Linked DNA regions of Mus musculus: regions 1, 2, 3, 4, 5 and 6 are each linked to region 7. Evidence: chromatin contacts called from public ChIA-PET, Hi-C, HiChIP or PLAC-seq and promoter capture Hi-C data. All regions are on one chromosome and are shown on one strand. Each heading gives the region's core, a stretch centred on a gene start, on an enhancer-like site or on the middle of the called end of the contact. The rest is flanking DNA. Distances are from core to core; before and after follow the strand shown.

Region 1 (3,083 bases), core at 386-2,885, 960 kb before region 7:
CAGTCCTAGGACTCAGAAGTGCCCCTCCAGGCCTAGCTGCAAGAGGGCGGCCTCGGCCTCCTCCTCCTCCTTCTTGGCTTCCTCCTCTCGAATCTGCACCAGTAACTGGAAGAGGTTGGGTGCAGGCCCTTCCTCAGCCCCGGCCAGCCACAACTGCCTTCGGAGGGCCCCACTGTGGTTAGCCCCAGCGATGACCTGCTCCAAGCGAGCCTGGTTCACGTTATCTTTATCAATGACCCCCTTGTCTACTACCTTTTGCAGCAGAGGCTCCAGACGGATAACATACGAAGATAACTTTTCTCCTGGGTTCTGGTAAGTGTTCAGAAATCTGACCTGTGCATCTCTAGAGCTCTCCACACTCCCAAAGACCTGCTCAAGAGCCTTCAGGCATTCTGCGGTCGTTATGGCGGCGTTGTTGGTCTTGAGGATGCGGATGACGTCAGCAGCGGGGCCTCTCAAACTCTCCATCAACCGCCGTCTCTTTTCTATATCCGACACCTGCCATTCCTCTATGATTTCATTTGAGTGCTCCAGCCAGGAATCAAAGGTTTCCTCGCCAGGCCCGGGAATGTCCTTCCCGGAGAATAACGTCAGCTTCTTATACCATATGGACTCAACAAGAGGTTGAATAACATTATCCAAAATATAGTTGAGCATCTCTGCTGGCATTTCCGGGCCTGGAGCTGGAGCAGGGTTCTGAAACCCAAGCACACGAGCAACATCTTGCACGGTCCACCCTTCCCTAGCTAGAAAGAGGTGCAGCCTTTCCAAAAAAACTGCGTCGGAAGTGGGGGGTTTAAACACCACTTTCCAGAGCCCTCCTTTGCCTGGCATCTCCCTGGGTATCAGGGAGTAATCCACTGCCCCAGTGAGCTCTAACAAGGCTGCTTTAGCATTTTCTTCCCTCCAGAACATTCTCCCCAGCACTCGATAGGATACCTGGGGCATCGCAGCTTGGAGGGTCTCTTCAATTTCGGTCTCATCACAGTTCACAGGGATCCCCCAGACCAACAGAGCTCTCTGAGAGTTCACATCCATTCCCCTGCACCAGTCTTCCAATAGTGTCATAGCCATTTCACCCAACTATTAAAAGTGCCAGTTCTACAGACACTGCTTGGACTGGCTCACGAGGCTATAGGGCCTAGGACAATACAACATGCTCTCCTCCCCCGGTAGGCCAGGGGGCGACAAGCTTCAGGCAACCACAATTACCAAAAGACACCAGAGTTCCTTCTTGTCCCTTCCGGGTCCCAAGTCAGGGTCGGGAGCCACGGGACACTCCGCCTATCACTCGAATGTCGCCCCCTTTGGTCCGGGCAGGGAGGGCTGAACTGGCTGCAGCTGTGTCTGGCGTCACCGCTTAAAGAGAGGGAGCAAGGTGGGCTCAAGACTGATGACTCCGGGCGGGAGATGGCTGGGTGCGGTCGCGGGGCGTGGCAGCTCCTCCCACCTCTCCCCGGCACGCCGGCGGGCTGAGGGTCACGCGAGGCCGTGGCTTGGCTACGTGGGGAGAGGCGGCACTCCGAGCACCGGGAACCCAAGCGGCAGGAAGCACGGGATGGGGGAGAAACTCGGCTGGAGGCAGCTCTGCCTAGCGCTTATGTCCGCGCGCTCCCGCAACGGCCGGCGTGCAGCTGCAGTGGAGGGCGGAACCGGTCCGCTTGTCTCCCCCAGTGTCACCGTGACAACTGTGTCCATGACGACGCGAGATACGCGGGCTCCAGAGGATCTGGCGGTTGCTATGGTGCCAAGAAGGGGTTTGAGGAGTCTATTCTATGACGGCGCATTTCTTTTTACACCCCCCCCCCCGCCTTCCCTGATTCTTTCTTAGCTATTGCTACGCATGCTTTATTTAATTTTGCCGTGGATTTAAGCTGGCTTTATTGATACGCATCTACCACGACGGACTTATCTCATATTGCTCATCCATTCTATGAATTCAGTCTTTAACTCTGACTTCCGGGAACCACCTGATCCCACTCTGCAACTACTTGGTTCCTCCCCACAAAACTAGGAAAGAGAATTCCATCTACTGGTTCCTGTGAGTGTCTGACTTGGCTTTCTTGTTTAAAGTGTGTGTGTGTGTGTGTGTGTGTGTGTGTGTGTGTGTGTACACAAAACCCCGTGACTACTTACCTTTGTAGCCAGGCAAACTGCAAACATATTGCCTTCTTATCCTTACTGAGTATACAAGATAGCAAAACAGAATGTTTATGGCCCCGAAAAGGCGGGTAAGTTCTCTTCAAGCAAAACAAGGCCTATCAGTCCCAGACGGCAAAAACACCCCTATAAGAATGTGGTATTCAACAATGAATTTTTTTTAAAACCTTATTTAATAAAAGGTCTTAAGATACAGAACATTCAAAAGTAAATAAGTTACATAGGTACATTACAATCACAGCAAGATTCTCTTTAGTGTATTAATTTTTTTTTTATAAAAAGCACACAAAAAATAAAATTTTCAGTCTGGTCTATCACAACTGTACACAAAGAGGTAATATTTATATTTATATATATATATATATGTACACTATTTTAATATGTAACAGTCTTTTTTAAAAAGAGTGCCACAGGCAACAAACACATGAAAGGCAGTGTCTGACCATTTTGTTTCAAAATAAAAGGAATATACTTACTTTATGCTATTAAAATATTTGTACACTAATTACAGACTGTCAAGGCTGTTCTGTGCTCCATCCTCTCCAGCAAGGCCTTTAACGTAAGAGACAAATGAGGAAAAGTTCTAACAGCTGCAATTTTTTTTTTTTTGAGGCAACAAACACAGCCAAATGTGGGTTAGACACAACTGTTTTTATATAAAAATATGCATACTTCCTGTAAAAACCTAAGGGGTTAGGCTTTGCCAGTCTAGTAATAAATAATAACCCAGAACAGTGAGCCCCAATAAAAACATTTCAACAGCTGAGGCTTGAGTACTATTGCACTCTTCCTCCTCTGTCTTTAACATCTGGCACATGAGAAGAAAGAGGTTGGGTGACTGAGGCAGTTAAATATAGGCAATCCCTTTAGACATCATGAGCACAGGGCCTCTGTGCCGGGGTGGGAGGTGGGGCGGCAAGGAC
Region 2 (3,395 bases), core at 36-2,535, 710 kb after region 7:
AAACTATCAGGCTTCCCTTATCACTGTGGTAATGTTTCAGTATGATTCCCTACTACCCAGTGTATATAGACATCAAGTGAAGTGATGACGAAAAACCAACTATAAAGGGCTCCAGGAGAGAAAGGGTGGACCCAGAGGAAAGAGGTCTCAAACGGGGACTGTCCCAGTCTAGAGATGCTGGGGTGTGCTGATCTTCACAGACACTTACAGCATATGCCAATCTACTTCTTTTTACTTTCTCCTCTCAACACCAGCTTGGGTTATTTAAAAATCCCCCCAGCCCGCCCCCGCACACACTCCCTTTCAGTAGAACGTAGAACTTACACCCTCCATTTATTTCACAGATCTTAGAAATCCCAGAGCTGATGAAAACACACCAGAGCATTTCTGTATGACTCTACCAATTCTTTAAACCCATTCCCTTGGAGTTATGAGGTGGAGAGAGAGGTGGGGTACACCCTTGCCCAGGTCAGCATGGATGCGATACTAATTAACAATCAATAGAGGCAGACTCCTATCCTAGCTACACCACTCATATCTGAGGGGTTCAGACAAGCCAGTGAGACTCTAGAGACTCGGTTTTCTCATCCGTAAAATGGGGATATAAGCCTCTATCTCGAGGGTTACCCGATAATACATGAGGAAAAGTGAAAGCTCGTTGCAGAGCTAGGTTCATAACGACTGCCCGTTCACTCACCCATCCCCAGAATTGACCAAATCTCCATTTTCCTAGCACCTCCTCTTGGACATCGTTTCTAGACTCCTCCACCACCACCTCCGGTTGCTTTCCAGGCAACCCCCACTTTCCTAAATTTTGCAGATAGTTTTACTCGGGTGCTACATCCCACTCCAAATTCTCCTACCTGACGATCCAGTACTACTGCAGCAGTATCAGCAGCATCCGCAAACCAGCTCTCCCTAGGCCAGCTCCGGTCCCAAGTCCACCTGGGCCACTTGTTCCCGCCCCCTCCCTCAGCCCAGCTCCAGGATTGGGTTGTTTTTGTCAGTCCTCGTTCTGATTGGCTACGCTGGCTCAGTTCGAGCAGGCGATAGGGAGTGAACTCCTTTGCTGCCAATCAGCAGTTGCCGCCGCCTGAGCCTCTTCCTGCTACGCCGCTCACGCGGTAAACCCTTCTGTCGAGCGTGGCGGAACTCTGAGTTTGGAGTCAGTCTTTTAGGGGTGGGGAAAACGCAGAGAGAAAAAGGAGCCAAGAAACCTTCTGGTGACAGCCTGGGTTGGCTCTGGTGTCTGAGCGCGCCGTGGTGACGCCATCCGTCAGCGCCCGCAGCCGAGCGTTGTTCGCGCCGCTGGCGGGCGCCTGCGCAGTGGCTCTTAGCGGGCGGTTGCTTGTTGGTTGTTGTAGTAACGGGGGAAGCAGCCTTCGGCGGCTGCGTTGATTCGGGCTGGGGAAGGAGGAGGGAGGTGAAGCAGAGCGTGGTCCCCGCCTGCCGGCCCCGAGCCGTGAGAAGATGAGACAGGTAAACGCCTGCGCCGGCGCGCTCCGGGGAGGTGCGCTCCAGGGTTAGGCGGGCGCCGCTGCGCTTCCCTCCGAGCTCCGGAGCAGCTGTTGGCTTCCGGGCGTGCTGGGCAGAAGCGCTGCGGCAGAGTCGCCGCGTCCTTGCCTGCGGAGCTGCCTGGGGTTGGGGTGTGCTGGGCTGGAGCTGGCGGCTGGTCCCTGTAGGGGCAAGGACTTCCTGAGCATTTATCTCGTTCTACTCTTCAGGGAGCCGAGGAAAGGTGGGCATCCCTGAAGGTTTTAACTTAAAAGACTCTCAAGCATTTTTGGGTAAGGTCGAGAAGTTCCTTTAGGAATCACCCGAAAAGAATCATTGAGGTTGTTTGGTATTACTCATTTCTGCTGAAGATGTGTAGGGTCGGGGTTAGTCACTGTTGCTGCTTGCTGCAGTTGCTTTGTTTTTGAGAGTCTTATTGTATAAGTCAATGCACAGACCAGCAAAAGCTTGGAGAATTGCCACGAATTGATTATCTTTGAGTAGTGACATTAAGGTTAAGCGTTTTCCCTAAACGTTTCTATTTTCTCTATAACGAACATGAAACTTTTTCTCTATGGAAAGTGTTTGAAGTTAGAAGCCTGGGAATTGGAGATTTCCTAATTTTATGTGTCTACTTGATATCCGGATTAAAATGTGTGATTAAAAAAAAAAGTACCAATAATTAGAGTATTTGACTTCCCCTTTCCCCGGCCATTTATGTGATCCCTGCTGAGGAGAAATATTTTCACCACCCTTTTATTAATAGTTCGGGTGATTTGGTTTTCCTAGAAACATAACAGCTTATTCTGTTTGCTTGTGGTAGAGTCTGTATAAATATTGGCAAGGGTTTTGAACCTTGGATTTTTATTTTGATCCTGGTCAGATTTGTTTAGCAAAGAATTTTCTAAACATAGGCTTATCAACTGTCCACATCAGTGCCCTAAAGCCTCTCCTTTGGTGCTTGCTCTTTTATTATATAAAACGACTCAAATTCAGTAACAGCTTTTTAGATACAGCAGAGACAGTATCTGTTTGAAAAAAATTTTGTGTCATACCCTTTTAATCCCAGCAGAGGCAGGCAGATCTCTGAGCTCTAGGCCAGCCTGGTCTACAAGTGAGTTCCAGGACAACCAGGGCTACACAAAGAAACCTTGTCTTGAAAAACAAAAACAAACAAACACAGAAAAAAAATTCTTGATTTTTGTGATATGTGAGGTGCACTGTGGCAGAAGGTAAGCTTCTAGAGACTGGAAAATACTCAGGAATATATTTCTTTTCATCTTAAAGATCATGCAAAAAATCCTGAAGTATGCAACTGCATTGTCTTTGAAGTCCTTTGACTTTCTTACAGGAGTCTGTGCCATCCAAATTGTTTGATCCAGTGAGACTGCAAGGAAGAAAGGTCTCTGAGGCCTCTGTGTGCTGACTGTATGACAGACCCCAAAGGAGATGCCAGTTGTGATGGCCCGGGACCTGGAGGAGACAGCATCGTCCTCAGAGGACGAGGACCTGGCCAACCAAGAGTGAGTGACAGTCAGCCCGCCCTTAAGGGGGGGGTTCCTTTATTCACCTCCAGGTTTCCTTCTTTGTGTTGCCTGGCCCTAGCTTCCATCTGTGTTTGGAGTCAAGATCATATTATTCACTTCCCATCCTTTTTCAGAAATTCGAAGGGTGGGCTTATGTTTCTAGGCCTCTAAGTCAATATCACCTTTAGATGTTCTAAAGTTCAGATAGGAACTCAGGTGAACTTGGTTCCCCACCCCCTTCTGCTTTGTTTTTGAGGTGGGGGTCTCTCATTTCTGTTGCCATACCTCCCACCACATCTGGCGCGCTCTCTCTCTCTCTCCCTCCCTCTCTCTCTCTCTCTGTGTGCACATTTTAAAACAGACTCGCCTGCTTGA
Region 3 (3,176 bases), core at 165-2,664, 550 kb after region 7:
GCATGCCTGTGGTTCCAGCACTTTTGTAAAACACAGGGTTGTTTTTTTGTTTTGTTTTGTTTTGTTTTTTCGAGGCAGGGTTTCTCTGTATAGCCCTGGCTGTCCTGGAACTCACTTTGTAGACCAGGCTGGCCTCGAACTCAGAAATCCGCCTGCCTCTGCCTTTTCCTAGCTCTGTTCACTGAAGGAATTTAAGGATATCCTCAGCTACATTGTGAGTTCCAAGACAGCTTGGGTTTCATAGGACCATGCCACAAAACAAAACAATATATTATGTGTCATGGGACTGTGGTAGTTCCTGGTGATCTTCCCATCTGTGGCCCTAAAGGCTATCATCTTTCTTGGCTTCCTTCCTCTTGCTCCCACTGAACTGCATAGTTGATATTTCCTAATTAACTTCTCTGTATCTTTACTTTGACTCCATTTAGACCAGTTCATGTCATTGTCAGGTAGTCACCAGAGAGGACTGCTCCAACACAAATTTAAGTCAATAGAAAGTCTTTATTAGGCTTTTTGGACAGGGATATCGAGAGGCAAGATGTAGCTACTAGTATCCCCCAATTTATATGGTAAATCCACCCGGATTTGCCACCAGAAGATTTAGATTGAATATGGCTTACAAGATTAGGATTCTAGTTGTTGTGCCTAGCGATTAAGTCACCATTGTTTCTGGGGAAAAAAAAAGAAAAAGAAAAAAGAAAGAAAGAAAGTCTTTATTAGCCAGCCAGTGACAACACTGGGTTTTCGGGATCCCAGTGTAGCCCTGAGCCTTTCTTGGGATGGGCTTTTAAAGCACAAACCCCATGTTTTGGGTTGACATACTTCAGCTAACAAGAGCAGTTCGCCAGAAGTGGAACTACAGAAACTAAAAAGTAAGGTTAGTTACATTCTGAGACTTTCCCAGAGCCGTGGACTTTGATGGGTTAGGCCTTTGTTTTAGTTTTGGCAGGTGATGGTGTGTTCACAATGAGTTTTACAGCCTGAATGGCATTTCCATCATGGAGTCAGTCATGCTAAGGTCTGGTGCCCTGCTACCAGAGAACAGAAAGTCAGGATGTAAGGGCCTGAAATCCAGACAGGCCTCCTTCTGAATCATGTGACAATAAATTCTGTTGGGGCCATGGCACACACCCCCCCCCTCTCCGTGTGAATAAGGCAGCCTGGCTCCTGGATGCAGGTGGTGGGGCCTCTTCACCTGGTACCGGCTCGCTTGTCATTCAAGGTTCCCTTCAGGCGTGGCTGAACTTTCAGTGGGTTTTTGGCTTGAAGCTCACCCAACAGCGAGCCGCTGACTAGAGGAACTTAGCCTTTGCTTGGGGGGTTGGGGGGGGAGGTAAGCAAAGAAGTGGTTTGGAGAGCGAAAGGCTCAGTTTGCCTCTGCCTGGTAGCCCATGTGAAAGGCGCTTGCTTCTGTTTGAGGTGCAGGGTGTCTCCGGATGGGACCAGGAAGTGGTAACTCCTTCAACCTGGCCGCCCGTTCACACCTTCAGTGACTCATTTTGATGAAACTCAACGGAACTCCAAACACCTGCACACACCGTGGAGTATTTTCAGATAGAAAGCTTCCCAGCTCCCTTCTGTACAGACCCCAGGAAACAGACCCACCAGAGGCACCAACAGCCCGAGAGAACACTGTTCCTGACTGCGCACACCTCCTTGCTCCCGTTTCTGCGCTCCTGGATACAGTAAGCACTGGCCTTGAGGGGTCCAAGGCGAGCAAGTAAAACACGCTGGGGTGACTGTTTTATGCACACCCATCAGAGGCACAAAACATATACATACATGGGGATGCATGTGTTGTGTTTTTATAAGCAGATCACTAATTTGCATATTGTGACTGATGTCAGTTTTATAAAATAAAAATTCGAGTTATGTGTGTATCTAAATTTATGTCTCCCTAGATGATAGAATTATAATAGTTTAATTGTTTTGTTTTGTTTTGTTTTTCGAGACAGGGTTTCTCTGTGTAGCCCTAGCTGTCCTGGAACTCACTTTGTAGACCAGGCTGGCCTCAAACTCAGAAATCCACCTGCCTCTGCCTCCCTAGTGCTGGGATTAAAGGCATGCGCCACCACACCCGGCTCATTTCTTTCTTTTATTTTGTAAAGAGTACACTGTAGATATACAGATGGTTGTGAACCTTGTTGGGAATTGAATTTTAGGACCTTTGCTCACTCTGGTCAGCCCTGCTCGCTCTGGCCCAAAGATTTATTTAATATTATACATAAGTACACTGTAGCTGTCTTCAGCCATGCCAGAAGAGGGAGTCATATCTCATTACGGGTGGTTGTGAGCTACCATGTGGTTGCTGGGATTTGAACTCAGGGCCTTCAGAAGAGCAGTCTGCTCTTACCCGCTGAACCATCTCACCAGCCCCCTTCCATTCTTCCTTTCTTCCTTCCTTTTTTTTCCACATTGTTTTCAGACTGCACCTTGTTTAGTAGTCTAGGCTGGCTTCCAATTCCCCAATGATTGAGCTATGGGTATACTCTCTTCACCTACTTTGATTTTTTGTTTGTTTATTTGTTTTTTTGTTTTTTTGAGACAGGGTTTCTCTGTATAGCCCTGGCTGTTCTGGAACTCACTTTGTAGACCAGGCTGGCCTTGAACTCAGAAATCTGCCTGCCTCTGCCTTCAAAGTGCTGGGATCAAAGGCGTGCGTCACCAACGCCCAGCTGATTCACTTATTTCTTATTACAAAACTTTCTGTCTCTTTCCGCCATTTTGGCGCCTATGGAGGCCTGCTGGGAACAGGACTTCTAAAAGCAAGTGTGTCTGGAAGGCTGTGGTGCAAGGCCATTTTTGCTGGCTACAAGCCAGGTCTCCGGAACCAAAGAGAGCACACAGCTCTTCTTAAAATTGAAGGTGTTTATGCCCGAGATGAAACGGAGTTCTACTTAGGCAAGAGATGTGCTTATGTGTATAAAGCAAAGCAAAGCAAAGCAAAGCAAAAACAAAACAAAACAAAACAAAACAAAAAAAACAAAAAACAAAAAAAAACCCAAAAAAACAAACAAACAAACAAAAAACAATACAGTGACCCCTGGAGGCAAACCAAACAAACCCAGAGTGATCTGGGAAAAGTAACTCGGGCCCACGGAAACGGTGGTATGGTTCGTGTCGAATTCCGAAGCAACCTTCCTGCAAAGGCCATTGGACACAGAATCCGTGTGATG
Region 4 (3,067 bases), core at 254-2,753, 640 kb after region 7:
TGTGGAATTCAAGGTTACCCTGAGCAACCCTGTCTCAAAAAGACCAAGCCAAAACAGACAAAAAAGGCAAAACAAAAACACCACCAGGTTTCCAGGAGCCACCCAGGCTGCAGCTCAGACTGCTCTTATGTAACTGTGTGGTAGCTTGAATGATGGGAAGTATGACTTTTCAGGCCAGCTGGGACCTTAGTTAACTGAGTTCTAAAAGGCTTGTTTTCTTGTCTATAGCACGAGGCAAGAAGGCCGAGAGCTTACAGCTCGATGTTTTCAAAGCCTTGAGTGCCTGCACATACACCATACACATGCACACATACAGACACACACACCCAGGGCAAGCAATAGTAACTACATTATAGAATGCCCGGCATGCTCACCCATGAAGCACATTTACCCCGTGGCAACAAATGCTAGCCTTTTGGCAGGATAGGAAACATTTGTTGAACGAATTATCAGCCAGGGATTTTTCTTTTTTTTTTTTTTTTTTTTTTCGAGACAGGGTTTCTCTGTATAGCCCTGGCTGTCCTGGAACTCACTCTGTAGACCAGGCTGGCCTCGAACTCAGAAATCCACCTGCCTCTGCCTCCCGAGTGCTGGGATTAAAGGTGTGTGCCACCACGCCTGGCTGGATTTTTCTAAGGGCCATTATTTCACCATCTACATTTTGCAAAAGAAACGGGAGCTCAGAAGTGGTGTTCAGTGACCTATTGTTACACGCCTAAGTCGCTAAACCGGAATCCAACCTAAATTTTGGGTTCTTTATCACTGTGAACCCATGGAGTTGTAGGGACCAGCGCAAGCCAGCATTCCTTCTCTGAAAGCCTTGCTTCCAGGCTAAGAGGTGACGCTCAGGGGATCGGTAGGTGGCAGCGGAGGGCTACGAGGCTGTATGAGTCACTTCGTTGCCTCACTCCCAGAGCCTGCGCAGAGACTTGGTTCCACAACTTTCCCTCCAGGCTATGCTTGGCTCGCGGGGTTCCCTAGTGGGAGACCTCAGGGACCCGTCAGACACTAAACAAGTTCATATACGAGTTCACCAAAATAAGTCTTTGTCGGCTGGGAGGTCTCTGAGAAAAGCAAGCATTCCTTTCACCAGGCACACTGAACTGTCACCTGGAGAGCCCAGCAAAAGAGAGGAAGGTAGGGATCTCTCTCGGATCCCCCTGAGCAGTTTAGGGACTCCGAGCCTCGGTGCACGCCCGCTGGCCCCGAGAAGACTCTGACCTCGGAAGGGCGTGAGGCGAAGTCCTCATTTACCAACGAAGACCTCTGGGAGTGGGGGGGACAAGTGAATTTAGGGAAAGTGTAGGGGTGGGGGCTAACCGGGCGGTTTCCATGACACCGGGGACGTCGGAGAGGAATGTACACCCCAACCTATGGCGAAACAAGAGCGGCGCCTTGCGAGCCCCGCTCAAGGAGGCAGGGGATCCTGGGTGGGAGGGGTTGAGGGGCGTGGGGAGCCGGGCAGGCCGGGGGGCGGGGCGGTCACGTGCGCCCGAGGGGGCGAGGCCCCAGCCTGCCCGGGAGCAAACCGAGCTCGCCCTGCCACAGTTCGCTGTTCAGGAGTCAAACTTTTTCCAGGACGGTCAACGCTTCATCTGGACAGCCTGGAACGCGTGGCAAGGCGTCTGCGGCCAACTTGGGGGACAACAGTTTGCTAGGGAGTGATCGTAGGAACCTGAGATCTCGATTTCTCCGCTAACAGAGGTGCGCTCCCGGAGAAGTGTTGCCTCAGCTCTAGGGGGACAGGCAAAAGGCTGCTGACCCATAAGACTGTAGGAGTCAGTACGTGCCTGGGATTCAGGAGCTCGTTGTGGTCATGGTGAATGAAAGTCTCAACCAGGAGGAGAGCAATGACAGACCTGCGCCAGAGTCGGAATTCCAGATGGACACCAGCTACTCCACCCAGCCCAGCGGCTCCATCCATCCCAGCGTCTCAGGCCACCCCAGCGTCTCAGGCCACCCCAGCGTCTCAGGCCACCCCAGTGTCTCCATCCATCCTAGTGTCTCCATCGACCCCAGCGTCTCTGTCCGTCCCAGCAGTTCAGCACTCCCCAGTACCTTGGCTCAACCCAGCGGTTTGACCCATCATAGTAGCTTGGTTAGAGAAGACAGCGTGATCAAGGTGAGCAAGCGTCGTTGGGTCGTGGTCCTGGTGTTCAGTTGCTACTCCTTGTGCAATGCCTTCCAGTGGATTCAGTACGGCTCCATCAATAACATCTTCATGAACTTCTACGGTGTCAGTGCCTTTGCCATTGATTGGCTGTCCATGTGCTACATGCTGACCTACATCCCTCTGCTCCTGCCCGTGGCCTGGATGCTGGAGAAATTTGGTCTTCGAACCATCGCTATCACCGGCTCAGCTCTCAATTGCCTGGGAGCCTGGGTAAAGCTGGGCAGCCTAGAGCCTCACCTCTTCCCGGTCACAATGGTGGGTCAGGTCATCTGCTCTGTGGCACAGGTCTTCATTCTGGGCATGCCCTCACGCATTGCTTCGGTCTGGTTTGGAGCTGATGAGGTTTCAACAGCCTGCTCCGTGGCTGTGTTTGGCAATCAGGTGAGTAGAGGGCGGGTGTGTGTGTGGACGGCTGTTCCAAAGAGAGAGAGCATCTCACCATGATGGGGCTGAGTATGTTAGAGGGTACCTGACGATGAGAGAAGCTGTAGTTTTCTGGTTCACAGACTTTATGACTCTTGGGTGGCTTTGTGGTTGGGTGTGGACTGACAGTGTAGTTGGGTGATTGTGACTGTCAGTGACATTGAAGATTAATGGGGCGGGGGTCACAAACAAAGGACTTTTTCTTTCATCCACAGTTTTTCCTAGCCTGTAGGAAGCATACTAATTAAAATATGATCGTTTTTTGATGGTGTTTCTCCCCAGCCTTTATCAGTACACCAGTTCCACCAATTTTAGGAATGCTGGTCTTTTCTCTGGTAGCAATCTTTGACTGCCAGGTGGCTGTTTAGGTGTCCTTGGTGGTTTTAGCTGGACCAGCCAGATTTGCTAGAACTCAAGATCCTCTGTGCACGAAACTGTGGGCTGGGCTGTTCTTACCTTTTACGCAGAGCT
Region 5 (3,488 bases), core at 883-3,382, 790 kb before region 7:
ATTACATATATTTGTATCAAATATTTAAAAAACCTGGGTGGTTTTTAACCCCAACTATTAGTGGATCATATATATATATATATATATCTTTAAATTACTTTTAGAACTGAATAAACAGTCTACGAATTCTAAGGTGAGAAGCAGTTAACATTTGTTGAACTGGTAACATTTTTACCATTCTTAAACTGAGTATTAGAATTGAGAAAGCCTTTCCATATTTTTGATGAGAGACTTTAAAAGTCTTTACCCGAATGTTTGTCTGTACACCACATGCATGTCTGGTGCCTACAGTGGAGAGTGGCTGGAGAGGGTATTGGGGCATTGGATCCCCTGGAACTGGAGAGAGTCTGAAGCCACCATGTGAGTGCTGGGTTCTAGAATGCAGATCCTCTGGTAGAGCAGGAGATGCTCTTAGTGTTGGCCACCTCTCCAGCCTGTCTGTACTTAATGGCATAAGTACATAGGATTTCGGGCAGCATTGGGAGTATTTACAGATTGTGGAACAGTTTGGGGTAGGACGTTTTGGGCTGGGAGTGGTCTGAGAAGATAAATGAGTGGTTGGGAGTCTCCAGAGACAAGGTTTACATCCAGGGATGATGTTTGTGTTCTGCCAAACAACTAATTGAGTAGCAAGCCTAACAACTTACTACGTGCTGATAAAAGCTTGTGTTTATTTTAGGAATTTTTTTTTAAAGACAAGAGTCTGTTAGGTAGCTTGCTATGTAATCCAGGCTGGCCTGGAACTCAAAGATATCCACTTGGCTGTCTGCCTCCGAGTGCCAGTGTTAAAGGCCTGTATCCCCATTCTGGGCTTATACTTTGGAGAACTAATAGATATAAACATCACTAAGAGTTTCACTGATGAAAGTGAGTCGGAGTGGTCAGGGCAGAACACTGATCAGTACTCTAGGGGCTCTGAGGTCAATCCCCAATGGTACCTTCCCACAACAAGCCCCAAGTAATCAAGCTCCAGAAAGCTATAGGATTAAGTAAATTAACCAATGGTTATAGACATGACTATTCCAGATATACTGATGTATCACATTTGTTTTCTTAATTTTCTCAACCTTTAGAAAAATAAAACTGGAGATGTTTTCTGAGTATGACTTATGACCACTTTTTTTTTTTACAGTCAATATATTTTAGAGGCAAAACAAATTAGCAGCCACTAAATCAAATTTTGCAGCGTTCTAACCTTGTTTTACATACTTTCTCTGGACCCCAGTTTTTCTTTCTGAACAGTTCTTCATCTCTTCATATAGTGGTAACTGGTAAATCTTTGTTTTTTAATCCTTTCTTAAATTTTAGGATTTTAGCTCCTAGTAAACATCTCCTTGCCACCCCAAGATTTTTGTCCCAGATACTGTGTAGGCCAGTTGTCCTTGTCATGGCCATCCTCAAATGGGATCACAGTCATGCTTCTCAGTGCGCAGGACAAACTGTATCGAGGAAATGTTTTCTCCCGGAACATTTTGTACCAAAACTATGACTCCCTAGCTCATCCAGACTCCTGGCTTATCTCTAACTTGAAAATGAGCGCCTTCAGAGAACATTATATCTCACAGGCACTATCTTTAGTCCCCTACTCTTCCACACCGCATCATGTTTTGTTGTTGTTGTTGTTTTTTGTTTTTTTGGACAAGGTCTCAACTATGTAGCCCTCGTTCACCGGGAACTCCTGGAGTACTGGGATTGCTGGAGTTACAGGCGTGTGCCACCACTGCAGATCTTAAGTTTCATGCAGTCAAACTCGAAAGTTTCAACAAGAACTATTATCCAGCTTGGAACTTAGTTATCTGAGCCCTCAGTCAGTGCATCCAAGATCTCTGGAGAATTCTTAAATGTTTCTAACGCTGTACGTGTGCCTAAATTCACACCCAGTCCTAGGGGCAATGCAAGGCTTGATTTCCAGGTCCCTCTTTGGGCCATGAACATTTCAGGTGCTCTTCATGGGCTTTTGGTGTTTCGGGAGCTGTCACAGGTCCTCAGCTCCGGAGAAAGCTACCCTCCACCCCGCGCCGTCTCACCCATCCCAGCCGCCGCGGCCCCTGCTGAACAGCTCCGCTCAGCGGGAAGGCAGTGACGTCACGGCTAGACTGCACTGACCTGGTTTCAGATTTCGCGGACCTGAGAACCCTGAAGGGCAGACAGGAGGGGACGGGGCGCTGCGGTTCCTCGGCCGGGAGGGAACCCTGTGTGTGTCTCGGGCTGTGTATGCGTGTGTATGTAGCGGGGAGCGAAGGATCGCTCTCAAGCAGCGGCCCAAGAGTCAGCGCCTCCTCCTGAGAAACACCCGCGGGCGGAGAAGAAAGCGAGTGGGTATGTTGATGGGGGGCGGCCAAACTTCCTGTCCCGCTCTGGAGCTGCTTCCGGCGGGAGCCGGAAGACGCCGTGTGTGGACGGGATTCGGGGCTGACTGACGGACGGACGGCTGCCCGAGACTGGAAGGTGAGCTCCAGGCTAGTGTAGCCACCCCCGCTCGGGTAGGTGGTCCCGCCGAGAAAGGAAGCCACTTATGGGGTCTGGGGATCTAGAGCCGGGTTCGCCCCCGAAGGGCGCAAGGAAGCCGTCCCCCCAGACTCCCCCAGGCGTCTAGCGGGCGGGGAGCGACCGGTCCGAAGCCCGGCGGCTGCGGCCCTAACCCCTTTGGGGATCTGGGGCGCACCGTTTCTCCTCCTTTGCTTGTTCTTGAGGGAGGGAGCTTGGAGACCAGCCTGCCCCCCCAGAACGCGGGAGTCAGCGAGTCCCCCGGGCGGAGGCTCCGGACTGCACCCGCGGCTGGGCCCGCCCGCAGACCTAAGGGCCTTCGGCTGAGGCCTTTGTGCTGGCGGGAAGGGTTGACAGCGGTGCCCTGCCCGCGTTTCACCCAGGGCTGCCGGCACCTTTCCTGGGTCCACTCTCTGCCTTGGGCTGGAATAGGGAAGGGACGTCTGCGGACCAGAGCCGGACCTCTGGGGTCTCCTTTGCCTGTCACCTCAGGCCCGTGTGTGGGCAGCGAGTGTTTGCAGCCAGGATGTGTTTTGCTCGTTCAACTTGTTCTCTGAAGTTTCTCAAAAGAAGACGATCCAATTAGTTTATTAAACTTTATCTCACTTGCTCATGAGGCTCTGAGATGTACTTAGGAACCATTTGGGAGTGAAATATTATTGATTTGGGGTTAAGAGTTCATACATTTACATTACATTAGACACAAAGATCAGTGGAACATATGTAAAGAGAATAAAACATAGTTTGAGGTCAAAACGCGCAATTCTGGGTGTTTGGCGTTGAGAAATTACACTTTGTGGCAGATACAGGGCAGCCAAGCATCAGAAAATGTGGTTCTAATTTGAGCTTTGTATCCCAGTAGGTGTCAAATTTAGGTAAATCCCACAATTTCTAAGGTTTTTTTTGGGGGGGCAGTGGGGGGAGGAGTATGTCAGTGAAGAGGTTTACCGTTAAGGGCTGGCCATTATTCTGAGATACTAAACTGCATATGGAGAGTGACA
Region 6 (3,257 bases), core at 570-3,069, 700 kb before region 7:
CTATGCATATGTTAAGAAGCAACGTTCCCAGGCTCCACATCTTTAATTGCAGCACTCGGAGGCAAAGGAAAGCAGATCTTTGAGAGTTCTAGTCCAGGAAAACACACATAGTGAGGCTGGATCTCAAAAGAGGGGGTGATGGTCTGGAGAGATGGCTCTGGGTTAAGATCACTGGATGCTAGTCCAGAGGTCCCAGGTTTGATTCTCAGCATCCACATGTCAGCTCACAACCATCTCTAATTCAAGTTCCAACGACCTCTTCTGGCCTCCAGAGGCACTGCATACACCTAGCACATAGATTTGCAGGCAGAACGTCCATATATATAAAATAAAAATAACGGTGAAAAAAATAAACAAAGACACTTTTATTTTAAGTCAAAATTTTATGTCTGAGATAATCTGTAGAAGTATATTCAAATGGTAAATGTGGGACTGGCTTTTATTTACAACCAATTTTTGTAAAACAAACAAACAAACAAATAAATAAAAAGTCTAAATATACATACCTATGACAGAAAATGCCCCTACTCCCTTTCTGCTAGTTAGCAATAGGTGCTTTATAGATTGCTTCTCAGAGGTAATGTACATTATCTAAGGGAAGGTACATGATGTAGAGGTGATTCTACTCATAAGTTCATGGCATGTCACCAGAAATATAGTCAAAATAGGCCATAGCCGTGCTAGCAGAAGGTTCAAACGGTTTCCAAGGTCTCTCATCAAATCTACTTGCTTACTCTAACCGCAAAATTTACAAACCACACAAACCACGCCCTCTGGGGGGGGGATGAGGTGGGAAAAGAGAGATTTAGAGGTCAAAGATGTCACCTTACAGTTAGGGGCTTAGTAACTAAGGTCTCCCTAGAGAGAGGGGAGGAGGAGTTCTAACAATGATGTTTCAAAATAAATGTTAAATGAAATTTGAAGCGGAGTGATAAAGCAGAACCGCGCTTCACTCCCAAGCCTATTGACAAGGCAGCCACAATACCTGTCTTCCGTAATGACTCACTCACGCTCAGTGAATGAAGACATAATCACAGGGTTCCTCTTCTGAACCAACTAGAATACTGGATGGAGTACTACTCCTCGGGAACCCGGGTGCGAGGCAAGTGCTTGCAACTTTATGCAACTTGCAGCAATGGGACTTCAGGCACTAGAGGATGTGGGCGATGTTAACTAACAGGAACCTGGCGGTCGGCTGGAGCCAAGCACCTGCCACCTAGATCCGGGGACCAACGATCCCCCCCCCCCCCCCCCGCCACACCGCTCCAGGCAGGGGAGCCAGAGTCTGAGCACCGGAGCCCGCGGACCCTCGGAGGCTGACAGCCTCACTCAAGCCACCGCCCTCGGAAAAGTCAACTGCCTCCCTGAAAGCGTTTGGCCTGGGATGTCCCCGGGTGCACTGTCCTCCAGGGAGCCCGCGAGACAGAAGCGAGGATGGAGGGGAGGTAAGCATGAGGCGGGCAGCGAGGGCGCCGCCACCGAGACAGAAGCAGGGATGCGGGCAGGACCGCCACGGTGGCCGCGCCAGAGGCTTGGAAGATCCGCCCGCCCGACTGGAAGCGCTTCAAGCCTCACTGGCGCCGCTCCGATGCGCGCGGGGCGGTCGGAGAGCCGCCGGCCATGGAGCCTCAGGGGGCGCGAGACAAGTCGTGGGAGGCTAAGACGCCGCAGCCCCGCGCCCGACACCCGCCCCTGCCGAGCTCCCGGCCTCCCGCCCGGCTCCAACCCCGGGAGCGCCGCCGAGGCTCGTGCACACTCACCGCGCGCGCCGCCCTGGCGCGGACGCCCGCCGCCTCGGAGCGATCTCCGCCCCGCCCCTCGCCGCGGTCACGTCACGCGCGTGCGCCCTCCGCGTGCCCTCAACGGCGCGGAGGACGTTAGCCCTTCGGCGTGGTGGTTTCCTTAGAGACGGAGTCGGCCCAGGTGGCGGCCACCAGGACACCAGCACGGTGAGACTCCCGCAGAAGTCAAGATGCCGGCGAAGGACAAGAGGAAAGACAAGAGGAAAGACAAGAGGAAAGGCAAAAACAAAGGCAAAGAACCAAAGTAAGAGCAGCGCAGAGGCTCCCCGTTCCCCCTGCCTACCCTTGTCATTTTGCGGCGCTAACTGGATGCCTCTGTCAGGCTTTTGTGGACAGCTCCTGTTCATTCTTGATTGGCCCTAAGATCTGAGAGCTCTCCATTGTGAGACTGATATAAACACATTCTTTTCTATTCTAGCTCTTGTCTGAGTGGTTAAAGTTGTTCCTTGGGTCATTCAGGAATCCTCTTGGGATCAAAGGGAGCACGCGAAATGATTTAACTGGACGGATCAGTACACACACAAACACCACACACAGAGACACAGAGTGAACAGCTATAGCGCTAACCCCATGGATGGTCCCTAGGAATTGTTGCTAGAATGTCAATAGAATGACTGGGCTACAGGATGGTTCCTCAGGACTTTGGAGTCACACAAGGAGTTCAACGCCGTAGATGAGAAATGCAAAGGGATCGCTTAAGCTTGTGACTGTAATGTGAATTCTCTGGAGACAAGTTAAGTAACACACACCTCTGGTCGCATTGCTCTGGAGGCTGAGGCAGGGAGATCACAGCCACTGCTACATATGGAGACCTCGTCTTTAAAAACAAGTCTGAGTGTAGTTCAGTGATAGAGTGCTTCTTGTGCAGGGTCCTAGGTACCATCTCCAGCAAAGTAACTTAAGAGAGTAACTTTCTTTTTAAAAAAGATTTGTTTATTTTTATTTATATGCATACACTGTATGCTGTCTTTAGGCACACTCCAGAAGATCCCATTACAGATGGTTGTGAGCCACCATGTGGTTGCTGGGAGTTGAACTCAGAACCTCTGGAAGAACAGTCAGTGCTCTTAATCTCTGAGCTATCTCTCCAGCTCTGTACCACAGTGTTTTGTTAATGCTGGTGCAATCTTTATTTCAAAGGACTTTACCTTTTGAATCCATCCTAGGGCCTTGATGTATACTTACCATGCATTCTACTTCTACTTCTACCTGATACATGCATACCATGCACTCTAACTTTACCTGATGTATGCATACCATTCAGTCTTCTTCTTCCTAATGTATGCTTATTATACATTCTACTTCTACCTGATGTATGCTTACTGTACATTCTGCTTCTACATGTCTACATTCCCAAGGTCTTACTTTTTTTTTCCCCCATCTCTGCATCAATGACTATGGTGTGTGTTTTTCAGGCATCCTTAAAGCCTGGGATAATGTGTTACCAACAATTGA
Region 7 (3,321 bases), core at 213-2,712:
CATGGGGAATGAAATAGTGCATTGGGTGGGGTCGGGAGTGAGGTGGGGATCGGGGCAGATGGTCAGCAGCGAATTATGGCTCAGTATCTGTGAAAATGAGAGCTCAGAAGCCACGAGCCGGATAATTAGGTGCTTGGGCTAGCTGAGGAGTTTGGGCTGTATAGACAGGCAGGCAGTAGCAACTGGAAGAATTTAAGCAGGGGAGTGGCAGGATTAACTCTACACTAACAAAGGATCTTTGACAGAGGTGTGAAGGCGGAGTGGAGAGAGTGAAAGTGGAGTCTTAGACCTGCTACAAGGAAGCTTTGAAGGAAACAGATGAAGGGCATTACAGGCTCAATAGTGAGGGCAGCTGGGACAGATGATGTCTCTCTTTCTAATCAGGGCTTCTGCCCAAGGCTCAGAGATTCCAATGCCATTGGATCCAGGGTTTGGTGAGCAGAGGCTTTGTGAAGGTTTTGAAAATTAGGCAAAATAACTCAAAAAAAAAAAATCAAAGGCACTACGTGGTTCATTTATTCATTCAGACATTAATTTGATATTTATTCAGCTGAGCTCATGGAATACTATTTCTGTTAGGAAGCCAGGGTTAAAGGCCTAGGGATTTAAGAGCGAGCAAGTAAGCAGGGTAAGGGTGGCAAGCGCTTTCAATGTAAGGCAATGGGCAGAATGGTATACACAAAGCTGCGGGGGGAGGGGGCGCAGGAAGCCTACAAGCGTTTCTACAACCTCTGCCAATGGGGCATGACATTGAACAAAAGTGTAACCCCCATAAGATTAGTATGTCACATTCCCAGAGTTGGGTAGCAAATAACTTCCAGAGTTCACAAGCTGGGTGGAGCACAGTTAGCTTGGCTGGAGAGTTTGCTCAGGGGCGGGAGAAGATCAGGAGCTAAAGCACAGTGGGGCTAGTTGGTGAAGTCTTACAGGTCCTTTAATACAGTTCCTCTTGTAGTGATCCCGGGCCATAAGATTATTTTGTTGCTACTTCATAACTGTAAATTTGCTACTGTTGTGAGTTGTAATGTAATTATCCGGTATGCTAGATATCTGATATGTGATCCCACTGAAAGGGTCGTTGGACCCTCCAAAGGATCGCGACCCACCTGCCCAAGTCCACATAAGCCTAATCACCGGCCTGAGATCTAAGTTCCTAGCCATTTCCCTCTCTTCCTAGAATGCAGAGGCAGAAAGGCTAGGTTTGGGGGCAGCAGAAAACGGCGCCAAACAGAACCAGCTCTGAGGAAAGGCAGGGAAGGCTTGAACCCGGGGGCGCTCCGGTGGCCGGATGGTTGTCCTCGAAGAATACTAACCCAAGTTGGCCTTCTCTTGACAGCGCCACAGATGCCCCGCGCTGGGACCGCTAAGGATGCGAGCCCGGCTCACACCGCCCGGCACCCAGCACGGTTAGTGGTTCGCTCCGAACACCCCTCGCCGCTTGGCTGGTGCCGCGGCCGGTCTCACTTCCGGTTGCTGCCGGGCCCTGTATCCGGTGTCCGCCCGCCCTCCATCCCGCTGCCTCCGCGATGCTGTCCCGGTCACGCTGCGTGTCCCGGGCGTTCAGCCGCTCGCTTTCTGCCTTCCAGAAGGTACTGTCTGGCGGGGCCCGGGCTCCGATGGGTGCCGAACATGGCTGTGGGCGGACGGGCAGGCCGAAGGGCAGGGACGCTGTGTGCTGGCCAGGCCGGCCACCAAGGGCACCGGGACGCGGTGGCTGCCGACGCCCGCGGAGCCGCCCAGCCGCGTGTACGGAGCCCCGGAGCCCCTGTCCTCTCCCAGGCAGCCCGCGCCGGCCGTTTTCCCGCTGTCCCGAACCCTTTGCTCCGGGGCTGGGAGCCGCGCCCGCAGCGACATTGACTTAGAGTTAAGAGAGGAGGCACGGCCCCCAACCGTATTCCGCGGCCTGTCTCTTCGCGGTCTCCAAACTAGCGCCTGGCAGGCTCAGGGGAGGATGACAGAGTTTGGCCGACTCGGTGTTTTGCGTCTACTTTCGGAGTTAAGAGCACGATAAACGTGTCATTACCTGTCAGCAGCACGATAAACGTGCCCTTAAAAAAAATGTTTGTTTGTTTTTTTCCCCCCTCTTTTCATTTTGGGTGACGTCGATAATGTCTTCTTTCTCAACAGGGGAACTGCCCTCTAGGGAGACGTTCCCTGCCTGGTAAGTTCTGCCCTTGCGGTCACCTAAAATGCACTTCTCGTGGGCAGAGCAGCATGGGAGGAAATCTGATGTTTCTTCTCATGGTATTTAAAGACAATGAATTCAGAGAGATGCGAAGCAAAAGACTCCCTTAAGTATAACTGCTGTCATGTACTCACCCGGCGCATCCTTACTGGGTTTTGTTCAGCTTTTTGTGGTGCTGAGGATAGAAGCTAGGGCATGGGAGGCAAGCACTTAACCACTGAGCAACACCAGCGGCCCACGGTTACTGAATTTACACTGTCAGGGCACTGTGCTAGATGCTCGTTAGAAATACAACAATGCAAAAAGTCTTGTCCTCCAGGAGCCTGAGGCGTAAGGGAAAGGCATGGTGTAAATTGCTGATCATCAATCATCTAAGTGTTTGGAAACATGGACAGAACAGGTTTAAATAGGTGACATTAAAGTTGTGGCTTGCAGGATGTGACAGTCAGTGAAGAGAAGAAGAAGAGAGAGAAAGAAAGGGGTAGAATGCATGAAGTCAGTGAAGAAGGAAACAGGTGTGGCATTCTTTTGGAATTGGAAACAAAGTGACTGGTCAGAAGCCATTAGTTAAAGGAAACAGTATCTCGAGGAAGATGATGGTGTAGAGGCTTTCGGAAGTTTAGATATTTTTTCCCTTAAATTTATTTTTCTTTATGTGTACTGTGTACACACTTGGCATTCTGTGCCCACGGAGGCCAGAAGAGGTGTGGGATCCCCTGTAATTGGAGTTGCAGGTTGGTTGGGAAATGCCCGGTGCCTGGGTCTCTGCAAGAGCAGTACCGGTTCTGAACCCCTAAGCCTGGAAGTTTGGATTTTCATTCTCGTAGCTGTGTGTGGGTTGTTGTCTTTGGTAGAGGAGAAAGTTATTAACAACCTTCCATAGCTTACTTTTAATCAGGTGCCTGGCAGATATGTATTTATCCCTGCCCACCTTCACTTTTTTATTTTTGGAGACAAAGTCTTGCTGTTAGGACTGTCTGACCTAGAGCTAACTATGCATATACCAGGCTGGCCTTGAACTTCCTCTTGCCTCTCTGCCTCAGAGAGCTAGGATTACAGCCTTGTGCTACCACATCTGGCTCTGGCAAAATACTTGTTGAAAGATTCAGTCCTATGTATGTAGGCTTTCTCGTGCC

Evidence for each region. Promoter capture Hi-C pulls out the DNA fragments that hold promoters and counts their contacts. A called contact is a pair of places that touch in the nucleus more often than the background predicts. ChIA-PET counts read pairs in DNA pulled down with a chosen protein or histone mark. HiChIP or PLAC-seq counts read pairs in DNA pulled down with a chosen protein or histone mark. Capture Hi-C pulls out chosen DNA fragments and counts their contacts.
Region 1: a contact with region 7 is called in a promoter capture Hi-C map of pancreatic islet. The contact joins the promoter of Pnma1 here to the promoter of Dlst in region 7. A contact is called at or near these places in 2 of 39 promoter capture datasets (neutrophils and pre-B cells) and 1 of 9 other capture datasets (pancreatic islet).
Region 2: a contact with region 7 is called in a promoter capture Hi-C map of neutrophils, with 2.5 times the contacts expected there. The contact joins the promoter of Erg28 here to the promoter of Dlst in region 7. A contact is called at or near these places in 1 of 39 promoter capture datasets (neutrophils), 1 of 484 Hi-C or Micro-C datasets (CD4 T cells), 3 of 115 datasets of contacts at active chromatin or transcription factors (bone marrow-derived macrophages, memory CD8 T cells and pancreatic cancer cells) and 2 of 9 other capture datasets (adipose tissue and liver).
Region 3: an RNA polymerase II ChIA-PET map of memory CD8 T cells shows a contact between it and region 7, with 13 read pairs. The contact joins the enhancer-like site here to the promoter of Dlst in region 7. A contact is called at or near these places in 6 of 39 promoter capture datasets (the 3T3-L1 cell line, the C10 cell line, hippocampal neurons and 2 more), 1 of 484 Hi-C or Micro-C datasets (embryonic stem cells), 2 of 115 datasets of contacts at active chromatin or transcription factors (large pre-B cells and memory CD8 T cells) and 3 of 9 other capture datasets (embryonic stem cells, liver and macrophages).
Region 4: a promoter capture Hi-C map of adipose tissue shows a contact between it and region 7, with 3 times the contacts expected there. The contact joins the promoter of Flvcr2 here to the promoter of Dlst in region 7. A contact is called at or near these places in 1 of 115 datasets of contacts at active chromatin or transcription factors (large pre-B cells) and 2 of 9 other capture datasets (adipose tissue and liver).
Region 5: an H3K27ac HiChIP or PLAC-seq map of microglia shows a contact between it and region 7, with 8 times the contacts expected there. The contact joins the promoter of Zfp410 here to the promoter of Dlst in region 7. A contact is called at or near these places in 1 of 115 datasets of contacts at active chromatin or transcription factors (microglia) and 1 of 9 other capture datasets (macrophages).
Region 6: a Hi-C map of CD8 T cells shows a contact between it and region 7, with 4 times the contacts expected there. The contact joins the promoter of Entpd5 here to the promoter of Dlst in region 7. A contact is called at or near these places in 2 of 39 promoter capture datasets (both in liver), 1 of 484 Hi-C or Micro-C datasets (CD8 T cells) and 2 of 9 other capture datasets (adipose tissue and pancreatic islet).

The regions. Positions count from the first base shown.
Region 1 is chr12:84,146,854-84,149,936 of GRCm38.p6, forward strand. It overlaps Pnma1 (paraneoplastic antigen MA1), which reads right to left and starts at 1,636. Exons shown (of 1, transcript NM_027438.3): 1 at 1-1,636. The coding sequence starts at 1,074. The coding sequence ends at 13. It overlaps Mideas (mitotic deacetylase associated SANT domain protein), which reads right to left. Exons shown (of 13, transcript NM_001163501.1): 13 at 2,315-3,083.
Region 2 is chr12:85,823,608-85,827,002 of GRCm38.p6, forward strand. It overlaps Erg28 (ergosterol biosynthesis 28), which reads right to left and starts at 1,286. Exons shown (of 5, transcript NM_021446.3): 1 at 864-1,286. It overlaps Ttll5 (tubulin tyrosine ligase-like family, member 5), which reads left to right and starts at 1,313. Exons shown (of 34, transcript NM_001081423.3): 1 at 1,313-1,479; 2 at 2,846-3,017. The coding sequence starts at 2,944.
Region 3 is chr12:85,659,672-85,662,847 of GRCm38.p6, forward strand. It overlaps the pseudogene Gm33312. Among named protein-coding and RNA genes, the nearest start is that of Batf, 25 kb to the right of the region's middle. Within about 2 kb of position 1,415, at least 40 of the 459 cell types and tissues checked have an H3K27ac peak or open chromatin away from gene starts, as enhancers often do. A contact at or near this core is called in memory CD8 T cells, where this site is marked.
Region 4 is chr12:85,745,036-85,748,102 of GRCm38.p6, forward strand. Flvcr2 (feline leukemia virus subgroup C cellular receptor 2) reads left to right here and starts at 1,504. Exons shown (of 10, transcript NM_145447.2): 1 at 1,504-2,554. The coding sequence starts at 1,817.
Region 5 is chr12:84,314,727-84,318,214 of GRCm38.p6, forward strand. It overlaps Zfp410 (zinc finger protein 410), which reads left to right and starts at 2,133. Exons shown (of 12, transcript NM_144833.4): 1 at 2,133-2,448. Ptgr2 (prostaglandin reductase 2) reads left to right here. Exons shown (of 10, transcript NM_029880.3): 10 at 1-1,106.
Region 6 is chr12:84,407,210-84,410,466 of GRCm38.p6, forward strand. Entpd5 (ectonucleoside triphosphate diphosphohydrolase 5) reads right to left here and starts at 1,820. Exons shown (of 16, transcript NM_001026214.2): 1 at 1,761-1,820. It overlaps Bbof1 (basal body orientation factor 1), which reads left to right and starts at 1,859. Exons shown (of 12, transcript NM_028377.3): 1 at 1,859-2,046. The coding sequence starts at 1,973.
Region 7 is chr12:85,109,371-85,112,691 of GRCm38.p6, forward strand. Dlst (dihydrolipoamide S-succinyltransferase (E2 component of 2-oxo-glutarate complex)) reads left to right here and starts at 1,463. Exons shown (of 15, transcript NM_030225.4): 1 at 1,463-1,589; 2 at 2,128-2,161. The coding sequence starts at 1,527. It also overlaps a transcript of Prox2 not described here.